Linked DNA regions of Mus musculus: all the other regions are linked to region 5. The links are chromatin contacts, called in public Hi-C and HiChIP or PLAC-seq maps. All regions are on one chromosome and are shown on one strand. Each heading gives the region's core, a stretch centred on a gene start, on an enhancer-like site or on the middle of the called end of the contact. The rest is flanking DNA. Distances are from core to core; before and after follow the strand shown.

Region 1 (2,700 bases), core at 6-2,505, 210 kb before region 5:
ATGGTGAGTATTCACTGTCACCTTGAGCAGATTTTGAATCACCTAAGATCTGGCCCACCACTGGGTATGTCTGTGAGGCTGTTTCCTCCTAGACTGAACTGAAGAGAGAGAGAGAGAGAGATGCTCTTTGACTATGGGTGGCACTGTCCCATTGGCTGGGTGCTCGACTGAATGAAAAAGGAGTGGAGCAGCTGAATTGCTTTTCTCTGCTTCCAGAGTGGGTGCAATGTGATCAGTGGCCTCACACTACTGCAACAACGCCTTCCCAACATCAAGGTCCATAGACTGTATCCCTGTAAACCTTGAGCCAAGAGCAATCTTTCCTTTTTTAAGTTGCTTTTCTCTGGTGCTATGTTACAGGGATAAAAAAAAATAAGTAACTAAGACATCCATTCTGAGGAAAGCTCACATTTCCAGTCTCCCTCACAGAGAGCTGGTTGTAGCCAAGTCAATCGGGCATAAGCGGACTAAAGTAGAGGTGTTGTGTTCCATCCGTCTTCCTGGGGTCCTGCCATTTGCAGTCTGCTTTGACCATGAGGTGAAAGCAGAAAATTGCCTTGAGAACTCTTAGAATGTGTTCTCTCTCTCTCCCTCTCTTTCTCTCTCTGACTCTCTCTCTCCCTCTCTCTCCCTCTCTCTCTCTATCTCTCTTTCTGACTCTCTCTCTCTCTCTCTCTCTCTCTCACACACACACACACACACAAGAGAGAGAGAGAGAGGGAGGGAGGGAGAGAGAGAGAGAGAGAGAGAGAGAGAGAGAGAGAGAGAGAGAGAGAGAGTTGGGTTATAAAAAGGACAAGTCCCAATTGTTGGGTCAGGATATGGGAAATAATGGTTTGAGAAGGAAGGAGGCGAGAAATGGCCTTAGTTCAAGGCTCAGAACTGGGAACTTTTCCTTTCTAGTTCTCTGGAGTCTGGGTGGCCTTTTCCCAGCTACACCCAGGCCTCCAGCAAGGCTCAGTTGTGACACACCTCAGTAGAGGCAGCCCTTGGAAACACTTCCCCAGGAGCCTGGAGGGCTGGGGAAACTCTCTAGCCCCGGGGCCTGCAGGAGAGCAGGTCTGTGGGAAGAGGGTGAGGTGTCTGAAGGCACAGAGACTCTCAGTACTGCGTCTGGGCCTCCGGCCTTTGATGGCTCAGGCTTGGCTGGCTGGCTGGCTGCCCGCTCCCTTCGGAACAGCCGACACTAAAGGGAGGGCTGAACAAGTGTCTGATGAACTCAGCCCAATAATATTCACTTCTTTTATTTTCCAGGAATGTCATGAGCCCCACAGGGTGATCTTCTGGTTTGAAGACCTGGTGAGTCAAGTCTATACAGACCTCTGACTCAGTTTCATCCCGAGTTCTCAGCAGACATCTCCCAGGAGCACGGCTCAGCGGGAGAGCAGAGCAGGGATACCTCATTAGGAGAGGATAGAAGAGCTCTGAAGCAGGCATGAGACAGGCTAGAGTACCCAAGATCACACGGGCCACATTGATAGTAATAGCCTATGTTCAGTGACTTCTTACTAAGTACAAAATCATGCATTCGCTCCACCAATCTTTGTGGCCAACTTGGCATGGCTTCTGCCATTAATTTTATACTACTGAGGAAACTGAGACCTAGCTAAGTGAGGCACCGTGCGCCCTGACCCAGAGCAGGTAGCTTATTCTAGAAAGGCTACTCTGCTGTGGACAGGACAGACAATTCGGAGGCATGAGATAGTGCAGAAAAAAAATTGTGAAGGGTACATTGTGTGTGTGTGTGTGTGTGTGTGTGTGTGTGTGTGTACACGTGTGTATACTTGAATTCCAATCTGTATCCCCTTCATTTCAATTCAAATGTTGTTTAACAAACTGCCTCCGAGAAGCAGCATAATGAGCAGCTTCAGATGGGATGGGCTAGCTGAGGCCACAGAGGCAAAGCCTGTGCTACAGCCCATGGAGCCAGGCCTTCACAGAGGTGACTGGACCACAGGTACCAGATCCTCTACTTTTCCCCTCAGCACTGCCCATTGCTGTATGCACTGAGCTCCACTGCAGAAGGGGTCAAAGGGCAAAGGCTGAGCATGTGGGAAATCCATGGTCTCCATCCCTGGTGATGTTGCCACAGTGTCACACCCAGAGCATCGTCAGCGTGGATGTCTGTGTAAGCTACCCAGCCTATCAGTCTCTTAGGCTAAGGAGTCAGTGTCCTGGTCAGCCACTGAGTTAATGAAGGGAAGTTAATGCTACAAAGGGGTAGCAGCAGCGGGGGGGGGGGGGGGGAGGCAACCACACAGCCTGGGTGTAGCTTAAAGGACATTTCCTTGGGGTTCCTTCAAGGAAGGAGACACAGAAGTAAAAGGAGTCTGTGCATGTAGGGTATCAGCAACATTATCCACAATGGGCAAAGGGACCATAACCAGGCCCACTGTGGTACAGAAGGAGAGATGTCCACATACAAAGGAATACTATTCTGCCCTAAAAAGGAAGAAAACCAGATACCCTCTACAGCATGGTCAGTTAGTACACAGACACCATCTGGCTTCCTTAGATGAAGTTCCCAGGCTAGACAAATGCACAGAGACAGAAAGGGTCACGCAAATGGCCTAGTGCTAGAGAGTGGAGAGATGTGTTTACTGAGTGCAGAACTTCAGCTGGGGCGATATGAAAGTTCTGGAGAGAGATGGTGGTGGAGGCTGCGTTGTGATATCAATGTACCCAGCGTCACTGAGCTGT
Region 2 (2,700 bases), core at 2-2,501, 160 kb before region 5:
GTGCAGGGCATATGTTCAAAGTTGGCTGGTGATTATAGCGGCTTAAAACACTGTGTTCTAGATTAGCTGCTTGGGGGTTTCTGAAGCTTGTGCCGAAATCAGAGATGCCGTGGGGATGACATCTTCCTTATCTGTGAAGTGATGTGATATGGAGTTACTCAGCAAGCAAACCCCAGAGACCACAGAGCAAGGAGCCTGTCCAGGAATTCCACTGCCGGCCGCTAGCCAGATGTTCAGGTTGAAGTGCCTCTCGAGGCTCCATATGTCTTGTCTCTCAGAGATGAGATTGGGCAGCTATTTCAAAGCTGCATTTTTAAGCAGGGAGGGCTGGCTACCTAGTCATCGTGATGGTAGCATGTCTGATTCAGGGCGGGGGTGGGGGTGGGGGGCGGAGGGTGTGAAAGCAAGGCAATGAAGATTCCTAAAAGCATGATAAGAGAGATAAAGACTCACAGATGGACTGATCCAAGCGTCCCAAGATCATTGTCCCCAGGAGAAAGTCAAGAAAGCACAAGTAGCAAGAATGACCTGGTTGAGAAGGAAAGGTGCCTGGGGGATGAGGTGATGTGAGGTTGAGGACCAGGGAGCCAATCAAGCTCCTGGAAGGCCAGCCCCCTGCAAAGGGCATAGGAGGACACACTCCAATAGCTAATTAAGTCTCCGATGCCATCAGGAACTTGGACTTGCCTGAATTGGGGAGGTGTGAATTTACAATGAAAGCTTACCTTGACACCCACATGTGCTCTCCCATTCTGCCCCTGCCTTGCTGAAGGGGCTTTGGAATATTATATAACCTGTGTCAGCGCCCCAGGAGCCATGATTGTGAAATGGCTATCAGGGAGGTAAGAGGTGGAAAAAGTCAATTGGCAATCTGCACCCCTCCAGCCTCAGGGATGTTCTGTAAGCAGAGATGATAAGAGAAGGAAAATTCTAACATCAGAATGACTTTAAAGAATGGCAGCAAAAATAATAATAATAATAATAATTCTTCATTCCTGCTACTAGGCTACTATGGGTCCATTCATAATATTGCCTGCAAGGATATGTCTTCAGAAATCTCTGAAGCAGACTCTTTCTCAACCTCAAGGGAAACTAGGAAGCCCTCTAAAATGCACTTCTGACCCCAAACTAGTACAGGAAGAAGACATCGAGTATACTCAGCTGGGAGCCAGGTGCAGCTGGCACCCCTTGATGGATCAAACTGGTTCTAAGAGTGACTCACCTTGATTACACCCTTGGGACATCATTCATGGATATCATCTGTCCCCTGAGACTTCCAAAAACACGAGTCATGGCAAAACACACACACATACATACACACACATTCAAAGCCTCGGACAATTGGGCCATTGTTCACAGCAGAAAAAAAAAGAGGCACACCCTTTATCTAAGATAAAAAGAAAATGCAGAAAGCAATGAAGTGAAATCTACCTTGTCTAACCTGAAAAACGGCTGTTGGATTAGAGAGCGCTCTGAGATCTGTTTGCAGCCAGACACCTTCTGGAAGCGACTCAGCAAGCAGAAGACTCATTCAGCCAAGGATCCTTGAAATGATAAGGTGTTCCTGCCACCTGTCCCCAGGTCCCCTTTCAGGGCTCTCTTTCCAGTCGGTGTCATCCTCGTTCTAGAGCCTCAGCACCTGGTTAATTAGACTTCTCTTTCTTCTAAGATGTGTGCTCAGAATTTCGCTCTCTTTTGTGCCAGGGAATAAAAGTTTAGAGGTGGAAGCTAATTTCAGCTCTTGGAGAGCACCCAAGAGAAGGTGATATGTCTTCATGGCTAGAAGCTCATTGGCTTGGGAGGTTTTCCACCATCTTGCCCTTCATTCTTGCACAGGACAGAGGCACTGTCTCTACAGGACAGATGTCATACACCGGCCTCACTGTGTGGCCTCGTTGTGGCATCTTATCCCAAATGCCTGCCCCCCAAGATGACTTTCTAAAGCTGGGGAAATTGCTCAGAAAGCACAGTGACTAGTGTCCAAGCAGCAGGCCCTGTGCTCAGATTCACAGCACACACATCAAAAAGCTGGGCATGGCAGCATGCTCCCAGAATCCCATCGGAAGGGAGGGAGACACTGGAAGATCCCTGGGGCTTGCTGGCCAGTCAGTATACCCAATCAATGAAGGTCAGATTCAGGGAGAAACCCTGTTTCAAAAAATAAAATGGAGAGTGACTGGAGAGATCACCCAACATTGACCTCTGGCTTCCACAGGGAGATGCACAGCACAGAGAGGGAGAGAGGGTGGTCTTTCTACAAAAAGCTACTGATCTGGGAAGACTTAGCCAGACACATTGTCTAAGGCCAAGTTTAGAATATATACAACCTTGCTGAGCCAGTAGCACAGATATGGAGCTTGAGAGATTTTAAGTTCTGCCTGTTTGTGCCCTTAGCAATGTTGAGGCAACTTCTTCCATATCTTGGAGGGAGAGAGGTATAAAATATTGTCCTCAAGGTTCCTCCTTACTGCTCCTTGTCCCTGCTGATCTCAAGAGTAAGCAACCAACCAAAGCTTCATATAAAAACCCAGCCAAGGGCTAGAAGATAGCTTATCAGGCTACGTGCCTGCTGCCTAAGTCCAGTGCCCAGTGTTCAGATCCCCCAGAGCCCATGTAAGAGTACAGGTGGGATGATGCAGATACCAAGAGATGAGGGACCGAGGCAGGGGAGTCGTTCAAATCTTGCAAGCTGCCTGGTTG
Region 3 (2,700 bases), core at 40-2,539, 180 kb before region 5:
ATTCGAACTTGCCAGAAACTTCCAACATTTTAAAGTTACTTGGACCGGCACCTTTTTTTTTTTTAAATTACTTGTAGACAACAACACCCAGAGTGTGACAGAAGAGGAAAATCAAATGGCATCTGCGTGCCCAGCATTTATGTGGCGTTATCAGGGTCATGGAGGAATGAATTCAGGTTTTCCTCCCCTAACCAGTAGCAGCAGGCGTACATTAGGATATTTTCTGAGACTTGGTCATAGGTCTCTGCTCATCCCTGCTATAATGTATTACTTAAAGTCAAAATCTTCCATCCATTCACCAGAATATATTGAGCATCCGATGAAACCCAGGGAAACAAGCTAGTAGTTAGGCAGGCTCTTCAAGTTCATCTCCCACCGGTCCCCATCACAAGGACTTCAAGAGAGGGCAGGGCATGTTCTTTCAGGAAAGACTGCATTGTCTTTCTTCCTCAAGTCCACGCAGAGTCAAATATGCTGATCACTCTTATCTATGCTGTGTGAGATGTGGCCATGCATCATTTGGCCTACTGAGTCAAGGTTGCCTTGTCCTACATCTTCAGAGACTTCAATATCTTCCCTCCTCCTCCTCCACCTCCTCCTCTTCTAAGCCCCACAGACTCTGCTGCTCCTCAGATCCTTCAGATCCATGTCCATCTCATCTTTCCTGACAGTCTCAGACCTTTTCCTCAGCACCTGATATGGGATCTGACAAGTAGAAATCCATGCAAGCATTTGTTGAATGGCCGATGGCATGCTGTGATGTTTGGAATGGGGAATAGCCACTGATGTGTTAATTCAGCATTGACCATTGGTGTGAGGACAGTACCACACTCATGCTTGGTCATCACTGGAGTCATAGGCAAGACAGACAGACAGACAGACAGACACACAGACAGACAGACAGACAGACAGACAGACAGACAGACAGACAGACAGAGACAGAGACAGAGAGAGGTGGGGATCAATGCTGGATCCCCATAGCCAAGCAGAGTTCAATTAGAGTCTACATGGACAGGCTGACTGCCATAGGAAAACCAACAAAACTAGTTTTATCTCAAATTTTGGCCTGTTATTTAAAAAAAAAAATCAAGTTTTCTAAGGAAATGTTTGAGCATTTATATCCCAGATGCCCTGCCCCTCCCCCCCCCCAAAAAGTTAACTCAGTGTGACTCGTAACTTAAATTCTTCTATGAGCATCCCCATCTCAGTTACAGTAAATATGGCTCATAGCAGACCAAATAGGCAAGCATCTTTGTCATCTTCCTTCACCAAAATGACCTGGGAACTCAACTCTCAGGAAGAAAGCCCTCTGGCATACAGATTAGATGCTGACCACAGGAGAGTATCTGTCAGTAGCTGTTAGACACTCCCTCTTTCCAGATCTCAAACTCCAATCTTTATTTATTAAAGAGAGAGCTATGCACCCACAAGGCTTAGACCTGTGCCAAGCTGACTAAAACTAACAAGAGCCCAAAGGGAACTAAGCACACACTTAGAGCCACACCGATCTTTCTACCAAACCTGGGCTATCATTTCCTAGTACACAACTAAGAGGATTTCTGATCCTGCTTGCTTTGGCCATCAAAACATCTTTGCATACCCTTCCTTTACCCATCCACTGGCTGGGTGCATACTGGCCTTGACCTTGGAGAAGACAGTCTCTTCTCTCTTAGCCTCCTCAGTTCCTGCTCCACCCCTGCATGTCCGGTCCTGACAAGAGCCACCCACACTCCAACCTGTGGGTAGCTCCCCCCCCCACTCCAAGGAGAAAACAAAACAAAGAACCAATCAAAAGCATGGCTGAAGATTAGATAGCAGATTTTAACCAGCTCAGAAGCCATGTCGAATTATCACCCAGTGCCTTATGACACATGACGACACCGTAACATTCAAAGATGAATGAAGGATGGCTGGCCTTCAGTGTCCCCCTACCTTGTCAAGGTACAGTGGCAAAGGGTTGCCCCTTCTCTGCCTTCTGGGCAGGAAGTCTTCTTCGGCTTTTGCATTCCATCCAAAAGACAAAAGAGGGGGTGGGTTTCTCTGAACCCTTGCCAGGCCGTACTGAGGTGGGTGTTGGGTCTTTTGAAACTGTCAGAGTGAGCATGCTTCTGATTATAGGGTTCCCAAGACTCTGAGCCAGCCTTTTTTTTTAAGCACATACATTTTCTTCCTGGACCAGAGCCACGTTGCTCTGGCTATGTTAATCCCCCCAGTAGTCACACTGCTTCCCAGGGCATCCAGGGAGTTGCTTGTTTTAGGGAAATCCTGTCAGTTTGAACTCGGTTCAAGAATGTGCCCAGAGTACTTCAGGCCAGGAGAAAAGAAGATTCTGCCTGGAGAGTTGAAAGTACTTGATAGTGTGGGGAGAGGTGATCTTGGAGTCAGGAAGTAATGAGTAGATTCAAGGAGTCAGTTAGCCCTATGGCCATCTGACCTGTGACCTTGGAGATGAACTCGCTACTGGAAGACTCTCAGAATGACTGACAGGTGAAGGTTGGTTTTATACTAGTGAGGCCAACTGAAGGGAAGGAACCTCCTCTTCTTATAGGTTCTCTGGGCCCCTGTTGGTGTCTGAGAGACAGACTTCTCAGTAGCGTCTATAGCTTCTAAGGAAAGCACATTCCACATTCCAAACTCCAGGGTTTTGCTTCTTATTTTCCTGGCTCATTAAGACTTTCTGGCCCCACGTCTCTACACAGA
Region 4 (2,700 bases), core at 24-2,523, 230 kb before region 5:
GTGGATTTGATTTCTTTCTTCTGCAGGTGTATATCCAGTTTTTCTAACACCCACCTTTAAAAACAAACAAACAACAGTGACAAACCCTGGATCTCTCACTGGGACCTAGGGCTCACAGTTAGGCTAGGCTGGCCAGCCAGCAAGCCCAGGGGCCCACCTGATGCTGTCTCCCCAGGGCTGAATTTAAAGTACTTGTCTTGTTTCACGTGGACTCTGGAGCTTGAATTCATTACTGACTGAGCTGGCTCTCGAGCCCCTGACTTCCTATTATGAAAAGACTGTTTGTTCTCTTTTAGAGAACATAGACAAGCCCTTGCTCCAGCCTCCACAAATATTTCTATAGAAGGGTTCAAGGATCAGGTTGATAGGACCCCTTTCCCACCAAGGACTTCTGCTATCAGAAGCCAAAAGCCTTATTACAGTTTGAATATATCTTCATTGTGTCCTCTATTGGATATCTGTATGAGCAGGTTGGGGTCTAGGGCAAGTCATTATGTCATAGGGTGCATCATCTTTGAAATATAGTTTTAAGGGGCCCTGGTTAGTTTTTATAAGCAGCATCTTAGCTGTGAGATCCTGGCATGAGAGCTAATTCAGTAATGTTACTGCCTTCAAAGCTTGAGACCTGGTCTGCTCCCTCAAGAGCCCACATAAAGATGGCATGCACTTGTTATCCCAGTGCTGGGGAGGCAGAGACAGGCAAGTCTCTGGCACTAGCTAGCCGGCTAGTCAAGCAGCCTACTTGGCAAGCTCCAGGACAATGGAAGCCACTGTCTCAAAATAACAGCAACTGAGGAATAGCAGCCAATGTTATCCTCTGGCTTCCACATGCCACACACGCACATGCCACACACGCACATGCACACACGCACACAACCATATACATATACACACTCTTACGGACACAGAAAGTTAGGATCCCTCTACTAAGAAACAAAGCAGCAGGAGCCCTCATCTAGGTTGTGATAAGCTAATGTTATACCTTCTAATGGCCACAGTTGCGATCTAGATGTGTTTCTTTTCTTTAGTAAGTATCCAGCCTCCAGTCTTTTGCTATAGTAACAGAAAATGGACTGGTACACACTTCATGGGACCAAGACCCTTTTTCAGGGTCATAAGCATTGTTCCTTTAACAGGCCCGCTCCTAACACTTTAAGCAATCTTACGATAAGTGGGGACACTCCCGGGTAAAAAGGCCACTACGCTTCAGCCTGTTTTTAGGCATGAATCATATTCATTGTCTTTTGTATACAAAGTGGATGACTCAACTCTGGAAGCCACCTTCTTGTAAGATGGCCTTTGCCTGGCCCGGTGAGCAAAGGCTTAGTCAAATGTTCTACTTCAGGTTAGTCTGTAATTAACAGATAATGTTCTCACTGTTGGAATAGCCCTGTTAGATGATATAAGTCCCCACTCTTAACTCACTTCTGTCTCCAACCGGAGTTACAGCCGACGAAAAGGCAAATTGTGCCATCCCCCTGCCTACAGACTCGTAGGCTTCCCCAGCTCTCTTGACATGGAACCCTCCATCTTTAGGACCTCTCTGGAGGCACTCATACAACCTAGCTCATATCCACTCTGACTTCATTCTCTACAGCTTCCCATAGCCACATCTGGGGCTAGAACACATGCCCCTGCTGCAGGTTTACCCTTGCTGTTCTTCTTTCCTGGGTGCCTATTCCCCCACATAACACAAGGTTCGCACTCGCCACTCAGTTCTCCTTGTAGTTGTAACCCTCTTCGTTCACACACAGGCACACTATATGCAGCTCCATGACTTGAATCTCTATGTCCTTTAGCCATTATGAATATGCTCTAAAGCCCTGAAGGTCTGAGATATAGCCAAACTATTCTCAGGACAACACAAATGTATTGTCACCCTCTCATGCCACCCCGATTTGCTGCTGGCATTTGTACCAGAATCATGAAAGCAAGGGAGGACAGTGCTGTATGCGTCTCTCCAGATGTGGTCCCACTCAGATAACAGCTGCATAAGGAAGAACTGGTTTCACATTGCTTTCACTTCATTGAAGGTGTTCTGTTTGATGCCACATCAGAATCAAACCAGCAATACTCTCTAAAAGTCAGTTGTGATGTGGAACCTGAAGTTGTAACAATACCATGTTTCATTAAATTCCCCCAAGAGTCCTGTACTTCCAATGTGCCTTTTACCCACATTGATGGCATTGGTGGTCACTAGACCCCCCGCTACCCATTCACTGATTAAAGGTCTCAGTTTCATGACTCCTGGAGGTACTATGTAAATGAATAATTCCATTAGGTCTAGGTCCTTGAGCACAGTTCTTCAATTCTCTAAGAATATTCATAAAGCCCTCTTCCATCAACCAAAATAGAGCCGTTGACTCAAAGGAGACTGTGTGTGGCATTGTGTGAGTTGCTAGCTTAGGTATCTGGCTATTGTATCGCAGACCAAATTTTACTTGAGACACTGCCTCCTTATAGACAGTCATGCTAACTTGGGTGTGGGTCTCTCCACAGGTACCTTCTAGAAAATAACTGTTGGTATTTGTAGCCAAAGATAAAATACAGGCTTTCAAATAAAAATTCAAAATGGTGAAAACATCTATCTACAATTTTTCTACTTAGACTTTTCTAATGAGACCGGTGATGATTTTAATAAAAGTGAGCTTAAATTTTCACTCAGGCATGGTGTCTCATGGCTGTAATCCTAGCACTTGG
Region 5 (2,700 bases), core at 94-2,593:
AACAATAACAAAAACATATTCTGAAGTAGTGTACCAGCCATGAACAGTACACTCAGCCCCCTGTGAGAACCGACCCACAGCCAACGACGGTGCTTAATGCTGGTGTCCGAGGTCTCCAAGAGGAGCAGAGACTTATGATGCGTGCACTCTGGCTGTCTCTGTTTACTTTCTACATCTTACTTGCCAAGACCTTGGCAAGTAGAAATCACTCAGCAATTCTTCCTCTCTGCCTTGAACTCTGCTCCTACAGAAGGAGGTTCCCATCACATTTATTTATTTATTTATTTTGCTCATGAACACAAGCCTGACTTAACTGTTTCTGGAGATGTTATAAGTTAAAGCCTCAACCTTCAATTTTTAACGGAAAGGCTTTGGTCTACTAGCAAATAGGCTTTCAGCACCAGAGAACAGCAGACTAGTAGAGAACAGCAGACTAGTAGAGAGGTTACCAGAAGCACAGGGTAGCCTTTCACTTGCTACTTGGGCGCCACATCATAAAGAGTCTCTTCTTTTAACCATCATTTATAAAGGCCGTATTAATCCTTAAGAACTCAGTGTTTTTATGTTCTCTTTGCTTCCCAAATCACTTCAAAGTCAAGAACAATTACGTTCCCATAAGTTGCCCCAATTAAAACTTACACGTGAATTTTATGTGAAGGGAAAGCCATGCTTCAGTTGACAGCATAAATGTCATCAATATGAAAATCCTACCTAGGAACAATTATGGCCACAAAAAAAAAGTAAAACAATCACTCTCTCTCCCACTATCATCTGTCAGTATAAACTATGCTATACAAATCAAGTAGCCACTGGGTAAAATACTACATGACCCAAAACAGAAGCAAGGGATCTCTCAGTGATCTATCACAAGTTGTTTCTCAGAAGAAAGAAAAGCCATTTTCATAAATAAGAAACCTCCCCATTTTAAAAAAAAATCAATCTTTTTTTTTCAGTCCCTAGCACTATTTTAAGAACAAACCGTTCCTGACCTGAGAAAGTACTGACACATTCGAATGGAGCCTGCGTGTGGATTGAGAACCCTAGAACACACGTATCATTTGAATGCTATATTTAGTTAGAAATAAATCCATCAACTGGGATGGGATGCATGTGGAAAGTGGGCCTCCCCAGCAAGGCTGCTGTTAACTCCAGTCCCAGGCGATGAGAAAGCAAGCCTAGCGGGGGGGGGGGGGGGGGTAGCCAGGGGAGTGCACAGGAGGGACATGAGCATGTTTTAACGGCTGTGATAATTTGCCATGAAAGGATGCTAAGGCCATAGCTCCTTGCTGCAGCATGCCATGCGCTCCTGAATTAAATTACTGCCATGCAGTCTGCTAGCGAAGGAATGTGTAAACAGGCCATATAGCCTTGCATCAGTCCCAGACTCTTGCACAACGCAAAATGCCTCTCGATGTGTCATTTCCTTCTTGGCCACCTTCCCAGCTCCTGACAGTCAGTCAACAACAGAAAGAAAAGTACTGAAAGAGATTTAAAACTGCTCTTCTAGAGAGCACATTCCACCAAATTCTACCAGACACCAGGGCCAACCTCCACCAGCACTGTTTCCTTAAAGAGAGGGGGTGAGTACGGGAAGGGATCTTCCTGCTGTTACTAGAATTTTAAAATAATATTTTATATAGTAGGGGGCCAAATGACTGGCATCTATACCAATCAAGCTGCTCTTTATAGATGCAAGTTTGCAAATATCAAAATATGGAACTTGCCTGTAATTTCCTTTGCTTGGGGACCTTGGAAAACAGTGAGCAAGCCAGGTGAAAATCTAGTAGTCAAATGCTTAGGGCTGAGGAGACGGTCTGATTAGTAAAGGCCTGCTACACAAACCTGAGGCCTGAGTGCAGAGTTCCTCACACCCGCATTAAAGGCTGAGCACAGCAGTGCAGGCCTGAGGTGCCAGGGCTGAGGTGGAAGACCCGTGAAGATCCTAGGGACTCATCTGCAGACTCAGTGAGAGACCTGGCCTCAGAAACGACATTAACCTTTGACCTTCACACAACGCTCACAAATGTGCATGTAGACCCCACACACTTGTGCTATATGCACACACGCACACACATTCATATGTAAGCATGTACACCCACCACCACACAGTTACCTACACATGTGCATGCAGACACACACACACAGACACACACACATACACACTTACATGTGTACATGCACCCCACACACATGTGTGTACATGAATATGTACACACAGACACAGAGAAAGAGAGACAGACAGACAGATAGACTGACAGGCAGGCAGGCAGAGACATAGAGGGAGAACTTAAGGGCTTTTTATTCATGTTTCTCAGGGAAAACTAGACTTCAGGCTACTGGCATCAGTACAGGGCCCAGGAAATGCCTTCATAGACAGCAGGGATGTAGAGATAGGAAGCTCTCCCAGAAACAGCACATAATCTTAAAGTGTTTCTACACTTCATCCATGTGACACAGCTTACCTGTCCCCGCCCACCTCTGTTCACGAGTGACCAGTCTCTAAATACTCATCCACCATTCCTAAGCAAGCAAAAGTCACGGCCAGCCATCAGAAAAAGCTCAAGAAGGATACAAAGTAATGGCAGAGAAGAAGGGTGAGCCATCCCAGATGTTATCTGGAATGAGGAAGAGAAAGCCTTAACCCTCCAGTCCTCTCCAGCACTTCATAGGCCTGGGGGACAGCCCAGAACCCAATAGAGC

What was found. HiChIP or PLAC-seq counts read pairs in DNA pulled down with a chosen protein or histone mark. A called contact is a pair of places that touch in the nucleus more often than the background predicts.
Region 1: a contact with region 5 is called in a Hi-C map of the C2C12 cell line, with 2.4 times the contacts expected there. The contact joins two enhancer-like sites. A contact is called at or near these places in 2 of 39 promoter capture datasets (3T3-L1-derived adipocytes and epiblast stem cells), 1 of 15 datasets of contacts at CTCF or cohesin (the NIH/3T3 cell line), 4 of 484 Hi-C or Micro-C datasets (the C2C12 cell line, embryonic fibroblasts, muscle stem cells and 1 more) and 3 of 115 datasets of contacts at active chromatin or transcription factors (the NIH/3T3 cell line, embryonic fibroblasts and pancreatic cancer cells).
Region 2: an HNF4G HiChIP or PLAC-seq map of pancreatic cancer cells shows a contact between it and region 5. The contact joins two enhancer-like sites. A contact is called at or near these places in 5 of 39 promoter capture datasets (the 3T3-L1 cell line, hippocampal neurons, liver and 2 more), 2 of 15 datasets of contacts at CTCF or cohesin (CD8 T cells and the NIH/3T3 cell line), 4 of 484 Hi-C or Micro-C datasets (the MNK3 cell line, adipose-derived mesenchymal stem cells, cortical neurons and 1 more) and 4 of 115 datasets of contacts at active chromatin or transcription factors (CD8 T cells, effector CD8 T cells, memory CD8 T cells and 1 more).
Region 3: a contact with region 5 is called in a CTCF HiChIP or PLAC-seq map of the NIH/3T3 cell line, with 16 read pairs. The contact joins two enhancer-like sites. A contact is called at or near these places in 7 of 39 promoter capture datasets (the 3T3-L1 cell line, 3T3-L1-derived adipocytes, epiblast stem cells and 4 more), 1 of 15 datasets of contacts at CTCF or cohesin (the NIH/3T3 cell line), 2 of 115 datasets of contacts at active chromatin or transcription factors (CD8 T cells and embryonic stem cells) and 1 of 9 other capture datasets (embryonic stem cells).
Region 4: a FOXA1 HiChIP or PLAC-seq map of pancreatic cancer cells shows a contact between it and region 5. The contact joins two enhancer-like sites. A contact is called at or near these places in 2 of 39 promoter capture datasets (cranial neural crest and pre-B cells), 5 of 484 Hi-C or Micro-C datasets (CD8 central memory T cells, cochlea, embryonic fibroblasts and 2 more), 6 of 115 datasets of contacts at active chromatin or transcription factors (bone marrow-derived macrophages, effector CD8 T cells, embryonic fibroblasts and 2 more) and 1 of 9 other capture datasets (embryonic stem cells).

The regions. Positions count from the first base shown.
Region 1 is chr17:44,499,361-44,502,060 of GRCm38.p6, forward strand. It overlaps a transcript of Runx2 not described here. Among named protein-coding and RNA genes, the nearest start is that of Runx2os3, 61 kb to the right of the region's middle. Within about 2 kb of position 1,256, at least 68 of the 459 cell types and tissues checked have an H3K27ac peak or open chromatin away from gene starts, as enhancers often do. A contact at or near this core is called in the C2C12 cell line, the NIH/3T3 cell line, embryonic fibroblasts and 2 more, where this site is marked.
Region 2 is chr17:44,546,855-44,549,554 of GRCm38.p6, forward strand. It overlaps a transcript of Runx2 not described here. Among named protein-coding and RNA genes, the nearest start is that of Runx2os3, 14 kb to the right of the region's middle. Within about 2 kb of position 1,252, at least 23 of the 459 cell types and tissues checked have an H3K27ac peak or open chromatin away from gene starts, as enhancers often do. A contact at or near this core is called in the NIH/3T3 cell line and pancreatic cancer cells, where this site is marked.
Region 3 is chr17:44,526,647-44,529,346 of GRCm38.p6, forward strand. It overlaps a transcript of Runx2 not described here. Among named protein-coding and RNA genes, the nearest start is that of Runx2os3, 34 kb to the right of the region's middle. Within about 2 kb of position 1,290, at least 16 of the 459 cell types and tissues checked have an H3K27ac peak or open chromatin away from gene starts, as enhancers often do. A contact at or near this core is called in the NIH/3T3 cell line, where this site is marked.
Region 4 is chr17:44,474,853-44,477,552 of GRCm38.p6, forward strand. No RefSeq gene overlaps it. Among named protein-coding and RNA genes, the nearest start is that of Runx2os3, 86 kb to the right of the region's middle. Within about 2 kb of position 1,274, at least 19 of the 459 cell types and tissues checked have an H3K27ac peak or open chromatin away from gene starts, as enhancers often do. A contact at or near this core is called in pancreatic cancer cells, where this site is marked.
Region 5 is chr17:44,708,673-44,711,372 of GRCm38.p6, forward strand. All of the region lies in intron 3 of Runx2 (runt related transcription factor 2), which reads right to left. Among named protein-coding and RNA genes, the nearest start is that of Runx2, 27 kb to the right of the region's middle. Within about 2 kb of position 1,344, at least 161 of the 459 cell types and tissues checked have an H3K27ac peak or open chromatin away from gene starts, as enhancers often do. A contact at or near this core is called in the C2C12 cell line, the NIH/3T3 cell line, embryonic fibroblasts and 2 more, where this site is marked.